Linked DNA regions of Gossypium arboreum: region 1 is linked to region 2. The links are chromatin contacts, called in public Hi-C maps. All regions are on one chromosome and are shown on one strand. The core of a region is the stretch at or near the end of the contact, and the rest is flanking DNA. Distances in the headings are between cores, read along the strand shown.

Region 1 (4,680 bases), core at 1,116-3,615, 130 kb before region 2:
TTTTAGGAAATCTCTAAAAATTAGTTTTTCAATTTGATTAAGTTGATACAAATGAGATCAAATTCATTCTTTAAGTTTAAAAAATCTTTGAAACAAATTTATTCGCCAAGATTAATTATAAAAAATTCTTAGATCAAATTTGCTCTAATCTAATTTGGTTTACAAAAAAAATTAATTCTATTTTTAATATCAAGTCTCAATAACCTTTAAATCTAAATCAAATCATATTTTATGTTAAGCATCTTAGCATCTTTTTCACATCTATTTTTGAGATCAACATTAGACAATCTTTGAAACAAATCAGGTTCATTCAATATCAATTCTGATAAATTTTGAACTGAATTTTTGCCTGAAAAAAGAAAAGGCTATTTTAAAACTTTGAAAACTATACCTAAAACTTACTAAGAAAGTTTTTTGATTTGTGACGAAATTTTCAAATCATATTTGAATAGAAAATTTGTTGTGTACACTTAATTCCAATAAGAAAACATTCCCAAACCTGACAATATCTTTGAACTTGTCAATGTTTAGTGGCTGAAATTGAAGCCTAGCTAATGGAAGATAGCTATATATTCGACTTTTGTATAGATGAGATGATAAGTTCATATCAGATAGGCATGCTTTCCTCTCTTTAAAGTTTATTATAATTGATGGACCCATTTTGAACTTGGGTCCAGTTAGAGCTAAGGTCAGTAATTGCAATCATAGATCTGAATATTGCAGAAATAGAATTAAAAAGAACTTGATGGGCAAGTTTTCGATCATTACTTCAATGAGTTGGCAAGGAACAATAGCCAATAATGGTGGGGTTTTGGAGTGAGATTAATATCTATTCACCATTACTTAATGAGGAGCCTTCATGGTCAAATCTTGTAGAGACATACCCACATGAAGTTGGTGAACCTCCTTTCAACACACCCTACGCATGGTCTACCCTACCATCACTTATAAGGACAGAATAAAAATATTTTATGCCTCAGATAAATGGGTCTGTTAGGTCAAATAATTTTCTTTTGGATTTAAAATTACTTAAGAATCAGCCTTCCTGTCCAATATCACTTATACCCCATTATTCAAGCTATTTATTTTACATCTAACTATAGCTGGGCCCTTAGATTTAGAAACTATATCTTATCTGCATAATTTGTTAGTGTTATAGTGTCTGTTTTTTTTTTTCCTTCTTTTGTCCCGTTATTAGTGAGCTCACGGTTAATCCACCATGAAGTTCTTGAAAATTTATAAGGAAAAAAAATGGCTCATCATTGAATCCATCTCCTACTAGTTAAGTAAATATAATAGTGAAAATTGGTATTCAAGAAACAAACTAAACATAAGTGGTTTTCTTAAGTCTAATACCTTCTATTATGGGGAAGTAAAATTGGATTTTAATAAAATTTGAGGTTGAGTTGAATCCAACCTCAAATAAAGTAAAATTTTATTATCGTTGATGTCTTTAATGAAATTATATCTTTGACTAAAAAGAAAATTAGACCTTCAAACAACTTTTAGGACACTCTCAACTTTATTATAAAAAGATATAGTTGAAAAATATAAACCTATAGTCGCATCTCTAGTGCAAGTATATGGTAATGAAAAAGTTGAAACTCCTCTTATCATCTTCATTTTTAGCTCTTTTGAATAAAAACTTCAAGTATAGAATAGAACATGAAGATGCTTGCTGTCATGTATCATGTGACGTGAGTTTCTTTCTTAGATGAAAAGAAAAAGCTGGTCGGGGGATTTGTTTATATTCTGCCTTAAATTGTCACACGTTGCCGGTGGGTCACTCGTATAATCCATTCAATATATCCCATGCAAATATATTTTGACTTGAAAATTAAAGTTTTTTTTTTTTATTAAGCAGCCCATAATCTCTTATCCTCAATGAGCTTCAAGCTATATAAAAAAACCAATATAAATACCTGTGGAAGTGCATACATGTTAAGCAGGTTTGTCCCCGAATCAGTCACAGGATATTGCAAAGTATCCTTGCATGCCGGTTGCTTTGAAATGTTAGAAACATTTACTTGCTTGCTGCTGCACTTAGGCTTTATCCGGATTCAAAAACTGATTTGTTTATGTAAACTTGAAATAGATAAGTTGAGATTTGGCTTTCTTTTATCTAAATCTGGAGGAGCAATACAGGAAAATCAAGTTACTTTCTCCATTTTCACATTTCTTACCCTCAGTCAGAACTAAAAATGAAAAAAAGCTGGAGTAGCTTAGTTGGCTATTGCATATGGCCCACCTTAATTCTGGGTCGGAATCCCTCAAGTGTTATTGCTTGTTGTGTACAACGACGTCGTTTTTGCTTGCTTTACTCCCATTTGTTCCGTATCTCCTTTTTTTTCTTTTTTTTTTTGTCCTGTTCCTGAGTATAACGAAATCGTGTAGACTTTGCTCTCCTGTTTCTTCCCTGTTCCTGATAAAACTAATCGACTACGGTGATTAAAAATTCTGTCATTTCTTGTGCTGTTCCTGATATTTATCAAAAAATAATATTAATATTATCAAACTAGAACTATTTTTCTAAAAAGGGAAATTAATACTTTAATAGAAGGTTCATCAAACAACTTGATTTGATTGTTTATTTTGTTTAGAGCCAAAGACTTTGGGAGACGTTGAAAACTCACCAAATCAAAAATCTTAATCTGCAGGTGGGAAGCCTCCAAATATCACCTCAACTTCAAATTGAATTACCTTCAACAAACCTAGAAAAGATTACCCGAAACCCTTTGGAGGGAGCCTCTCCGTTTTCTGTTATAAACTGACATTCTCACATGGCGTTTATGTCACTGGGTCCCATAGGCCACAAGCTCTCGTTAATGGCTTACATTCTTTTCTGATTCTTTGCCTCTCTTCTACCCAAATCCTTCTCTTTATATATAATTTATTATTATTATATATCCTTTACAAATTCATCTTCACCTTAGGCGACCAGGGTGTTCAAAATCTTTAGAGAGGAAAGCAAAAGAATCCCATTCTCCTCCTTCCAGTTTCCAGTCCCTGGAAAGCTGTACCCTATAACGGGATGGACGTGACACTGCTCGACAGACAACAAGCAACTTATCCCCTTGAATTATGTGCAAGTTCAGTGCCTCTGTTTCAGAGTTATTTAGGTAGTGGACCAATAGTTGAGCTGAAAAGACCAGAAGCTTATTTGAGTGGTGATGGTTTTCACGAATTTGTCTACTTTCCAGTGGGTGGAGGACCAGAGTTTGGTGACAGTGAAAAGTTGAATTTGGTGCCGCCTGATGCTGCTCCCGGTTACTGCATTTCTCGGACTTCTAGCTGTCAGATGACAGCTTTCCATGCTGCTGCTATGAAAGAGGAAAGAGAGGATATGATTTTGGAGAAAATGGAATCCACCCCTGGCAGTGGCAGCAGAGAGAGTTTTACCAAGAGAAAAGCTGAGGTTTCTGACTTTGTCTTCACTCCAAATTTATTCACTTTGAAGAACGAATTTATCAGCTTCTGATTAAATTTAATCAATACGATGCTAAGGTGTTTCAGCTTCTGAATAAATTTAATGAATACGATGCTAAGGTTTTTCTTTGATTAAGGAAAGCAAAATATGTATGAATTGTTTACTCATGTGAATTACTAGATCAAATCAGTTCAATATGTAGTGTCATTCTTGATGTGCAGGTTGTTGCAGAGCGTAAAAGCAAAGATAAGAGGATCAAAGGTGAACTGGAAGGGGAATCTGAGGTGAAAACAAAATGCAGTACACAAGTCTCCAGGAATTCTTCAAAGGAGAATTCCAAGGCTTGTGAGGTTCAGAAGCCGGATTACATTCATGTAAGGGCGCGCCGTGGCCAGGCTACTGACAGTCACAGCTTGGCAGAAAGAGTAAGTTCGAATTTTGTGTCTCGAGTTGTAATTGCTAAGGAAAATTACTAGTTATTTTAACTGGTATGGCCTTTACCTGTCTTTAATATACAGGCCAGAAGGGAAAAGATCAGTAAGAAGATGAAATGTTTGCAAGATTTAGTCCCTGGTTGCAATACGGTCACAGGGAAAGCTGGAATGCTTGATGAAATAATCAACTATGTTCAATCTCTCCAAAGACAAGTTGAGGTATGCATATTGATCTTGTTAGACTTGAATATTTTACTACATTTTTCTGTTTAACTTATCAGGTTGTAATTTAATATTCTTGCAGTTCTTGTCTATGAAAATCGCTGCTCTAAATTCAAGTGCTGAATTCAATGTTGAAAACCTGCCTATAAAAGAGGTAAGAAAACAGCCTCGAGAATTGTCATTTGTCACTGTTTATTGGAGAAAATGAATTACAAGAAGTGACTTCTTTTACGACTGACTCATGCTTAAATAATCATGCAATGAAGCTTCCTTCTTACGTCGCCAATTTTCCAGCAGCCGCTAAGTTACCAGCAATGCCCAATTTGACCTGCTTTCAGTTAAATTCAATGCAAAAAGAAGCTGTAAATTGCATGTTAAATGAAACAATGCATCCTCCCCTAACAGCAACTGAAGGAATTGCAAGTGCTTCTGTTTCTATCCCAGAACAAGCGCTCAGCTCATCCACCATAACTGTAATGTTTCCTGCTTTTATGATGTTAAATACCCTTTTTCCCTGATTTCCTGTATGGTGTTCTGAAAATGGCTCAAACTCATCACAGCAGCTGCAACCTTTTTCAACTTGGAACATGGATCCTC
Region 2 (4,263 bases), core at 1,075-3,574:
TACCCTGAAATAAAAATTATTTTGAAAAAACCGAAGAGATCCTATTTTTCTTTATTACGTTTTATTTACTTTAATTTTGGGGCCTCCCCCAATAAGGCGTTGGGTTTATTTTCCAGGTTTTGGTGCGGCAGAAATGAGCATCGATATGGTTTCGGTGACGTCCATCTAAAATGGGTGGATTCAACTTAGCAATGCTTCATTCTTAAGCAGCTCCGCTACTTCCCATGCTTTCTTCGTTGCCTCAAATATATCTACTTTTTTGGCTAAATGCCGAAGGGACCACCGGGCTTCATATTTGCTCTATTGGATTCTTTTAATTTTTGGGAGCTGAAGGTGTTTGCCTTGTGCTCAGCAAAGCTTATACATTAACTACTCCTAGTTGGTGTACTAACAGGTGAGTTAATATAATGTTGTGGTCTCTCCTTCCTCACCATTTATCTCCACAAGTACAATTGCCATCCTTAAAATGGTGGAACCTGGTTCTATCCCTCATGACAATCTCCCTATCATATATCTTGGACACAAGTTTTGTTACACTGTGGCAGTCCTCGCATATCCGAAGATTCTTGATAATTCTAATAGTTGTCCCTGGTTTAGTTCTAAGTAATCCAAATGCAATAGCCAACTTCTCACTGTGCTGATTGATTGCCATTTCTTTGGCTTCATTGTCCAGATCAAGCAGTAGATTCTGCAATGCAGGTTTATATCCTTCCTTTTCAAGTCTTTCAGCTATATTGTCCCACATGCGGTAAATCTCTGCTGCCTGTGGATGGGACTTGGTCCCGGCCAAGAATTCATGGACAACCCCATTCAGACTAATTGCACTGCATCCCGGAAGTTTCGAAACCCCTCGTTCTTTCATCTCCCTCCTTGCTTCAACTGCTTGGTCCCAGTCCCCTGCTGCTGCATGAATGCTCGCCAAGTGAACATACCGACCACCATGGTCCGGATCTTCTTCAAGCAGCAGTTTCCCTACCTTTGTACCTAATTCGACATTTTTATGAATCCGGCAGGCATTGAGCAATGCTCCCCAAACAACAGCATTTGGTTTTACAGGCATTAGCTCAATCAATCCCTTTGCTTCTTCCAGGAGCCCTGCTCGGCCTAGTAGATCAACCATGCAGCCATAATGCTCTATTCTTGGCCTTAATTTATGAACTCGTTCGATGCTCTCAAACAATGATTTTCCTTTATCAACCAGTCCTGAGTAGCTACATGCTGTCAGAATTGCTGTAAAAGTGACATGGTTTGGCTTGATTCCGACCTTCTGCATAGTCTCAAACCAGTCCAGCGCTTCTCTTCCACGACCATGAATTGCAAATCCATAAATCAATGCAGTCCACAAAGCAACTTCCTTTTTCTTCTGTTTCTTAAAAACTTCTAAAGCTTCTTCCATGTCACCACACTTTGCATACATATCTGTAAGGGCGCAGCCTAAGATTGGATCAATCACAATTCCTATCTTGTCAATATATGCATGAATCCATCTCCCTTGATCCAACGCTCCGAGATATGAACAAGCAGAGAGAGTGCTTGCAAGGGCAACTTTGTCTGGTTGCACACCTTCAATCTGCATTTCTTGAAATAAATTCAAGGCTTCCTTGTACATGCCCGCCCCAACATATCCAGATATCATAGTTGTCCAAGAGATGACATTCTTCGTTGGCATGTTCTTGAAAAATTCATATGCAGTTTCCATCTTGCCACACTTTGCATAGCCATCAATCATCAAGTTCCAAGAAACGACGTCTCGTTTCAAGACCTGGTCAAAGAGCAAACGCGCAGCTTCCATGCTGCCGGATGATGCATAGACATGAAGCAAGGAATTCACAGCATAAACATCTGAGCGGAAACCTAACTTAACAACGTGAGCATGAATTTGCTTGGTTTCTTCCATAGCTGACAAACTGGAACAAGCTTTAAGCAGGAAAGGAAAAGTGTAGGAATTATGTGGAACTGAAAGATCCAGCATATGCTGATATAAAAGAAGGGCTGTTTCTGGTTTGTTGTTCTCTGAGTATCCTTTAATCATGGTGTTGTACATGAAAGTATTGGGCCTATTTACTCTATCAAAAACCATCCGAGCGTGTTCTAGATTACCATATTTCGAAGACACACAAAAAGTAAGGACTTTGCTTACTAAGACGGTATCTGCAACAAGGCCTGTTTTTAACATCTGTGCATGAATCTGCTTGAGTTCCTCCATTGTTGAACATTGTTCAAGTACAGGTAAGGTCTGGGTGGCATTCAATTCCAGGGACAGCTGCTTTGTTGGAGATAAAGTGAGGGGTGTCATTTATTGGTTAGTAAGGCAAAAATAGTTTCTTTCCTCAATTTAATCTAACAAATGTAGATAAGGTTTTTGATAACTTCATACATATGGTTATCCTTGCATTTCCTTTATGTGGTCCTTATTTGATCTTTCGTCAAGCTATTTAAATCTTAACAATATTGATACTTTTAATAAGAAGACACTTGCATGCTTAATTTTATTAAATTTCAGGTGTCCTTGTACATTTTTGCTGTTGGAGTTTCACAAAAAGAAAAAGGAAAAAAAAAAAGAACCATCGAAATATGGCCACCTTTCTTGCAGCCATTGATATGATATCAGCTTGTTACCATCAAGCTTGTGGCAGACTCCTGGTTTTTGGCTTTCTCAGCTTCAAGCTTCCTTAGTGTTGTTGAACTCAACTTGCCTCCAGTACATCCTTCAGAAACTAGATCTACAACTTCAATCTGCAGAAAATGGCACCATATGAAGACGTTTTCCTTGAAAAATTTTGTGAAATTATAAACAAAATTTGTCTTACTTTCAAATACTACCAACAGCATGGAAATTAACCAGACAAAAACAAACCTTTAACTGTGAAAGGCCTCTTTCAGCTCTTTTCTTATTAACGGAGACTCCACCTGGTAATGTCTCCTTACTGTCAAGAAACTAGTGCAGTTAGGCAAAGAAGGATTCACTAGCATTATATAAGGTTAATATGATGTACTTCATCTCTTGTTGCCACTTTTACTAACTCGAACAAGCCGAATCAACGTTAATTCATTGTGAAAAGGAGGCATATCCAGAAAGGAAACATCAATTCAGAGCACAAGATCAAGAAAGCAAAGTAAGCATTCATGTGAAGTGGATTACCAAAGAGTTCTCTTGTATTGAGAAGTTAGTCAGTAACAAACCTGACAAGAATGGCCTCCAAATGTTCATCAATGATTGAAGGTCCATAGGGATCTGTAATAGGTTCAACTTGGACTACTAGCTTTGGTTTGATAGACTGCAAAAATATAAGCAAAATTTATTAATAGAGAAAATCATCGAATGACTGATCACCCCCCCCCCCAATACTCTTTCATGGTCTTTTCTCATAAAAATACTTACATACCTTAATGTAATTCTCAACATTATGCATCCTTTCTTCAATGGGTTGTATCAATTCAGCAAACTATCAATAAGAGAAGGATTGCTACAGTTAATCAAATGCCTTTTTCTCTTAATCCATTTTAAACCAAGTAAACAAGTTTAGGATTTAGATTAGTTCAGAGTAAAAAGCATATTGAATGAGAAAAAAAAAAATTACCTGTTTTTTGGATAACATGGGACCATCACAAACACCCACCACGATTCGATCCCTGGCAATCTCCGCTGCTGACTATTTCCAGCAAAAGTTTTGTCTCTTAGAATCATATTGGGATAAAGAAATAAAAGTAAAACATAGTTTGAGAGAGAGATGATTATGTCAGTTTTACTTTGAGGAAGAGGCAGTGGCCGTCGTGCAAGCGGTCAAAGGTGCCACCAAGAACGACGGCGCCATATGAATTTGGCGGCGACAGTTGTGGGTTCACCAAAGTGGATTGATCCTTTTGCTCTTCCAACATCGTCATCTATATATCACACAACTGAAACCGATACAACAAAGGAAAAGAGAGAAATATATAGGTAGCTGACTTTGGGTTAGGTACACCGAACCTAGACAAGTTGAATCCTTTCTTGGGTTTTATAACTTAAAAAAGGAAGTGCCTATGGTCCTGGGTATAAGATTAGTGAAGTAGGAGGACTTTAGTTTTCAGGTACCTTACCTACCTACCTACCTGTTTATCTAATTTTAATTTACTTCTTGTCAATGTTACCAAATCACATTTCATGATTCGGGGATGACTACTTCCGTAATTTGGATCTCTAACTATGAATTCTATCATTTAAAAAAAAAAAATTTATAAATACAAATAAATAATTGTTGATATACAAATCAACTAGAGAGA

Evidence for each region. Hi-C and Micro-C count contacts between places; a contact is called where the count stands out from the background.
Region 1: a Hi-C map of leaf shows a contact between it and region 2, with 2.2 times the contacts expected there. The contact joins the promoter of LOC108477454 here to the promoter of LOC108476827 in region 2. A contact is called at or near these places in 2 of 5 Hi-C or Micro-C datasets (both in leaf).

What each region holds. Positions count from the first base shown.
Region 1 is chr12:15,650,045-15,654,724 of ASM2569848v2, reverse strand. It overlaps LOC108477454 (transcription factor BEE 2-like), which reads left to right and starts at 2,365. Exons shown (of 7, transcript XM_017780002.2): 1 at 2,365-3,409; 2 at 3,649-3,852; 3 at 3,946-4,080; 4 at 4,166-4,237; 5 at 4,350-4,556; 6 at 4,644-4,680. The coding sequence starts at 3,032.
Region 2 is chr12:15,521,807-15,526,069 of ASM2569848v2, reverse strand. LOC108476827 (pentatricopeptide repeat-containing protein At5g66520) reads right to left here and starts at 2,324. Exons shown (of 1, transcript XM_017779185.2): 1 at 17-2,324. The coding sequence starts at 2,296. The coding sequence ends at 428. LOC108476829 (phosphopantetheine adenylyltransferase-like) reads right to left here and starts at 4,088. Exons shown (of 6, transcript XM_017779186.2): 1 at 3,751-4,088; 2 at 3,582-3,653; 3 at 3,387-3,446; 4 at 3,184-3,278; 5 at 2,858-2,927; 6 at 2,459-2,736. The coding sequence starts at 3,885. The coding sequence ends at 2,608.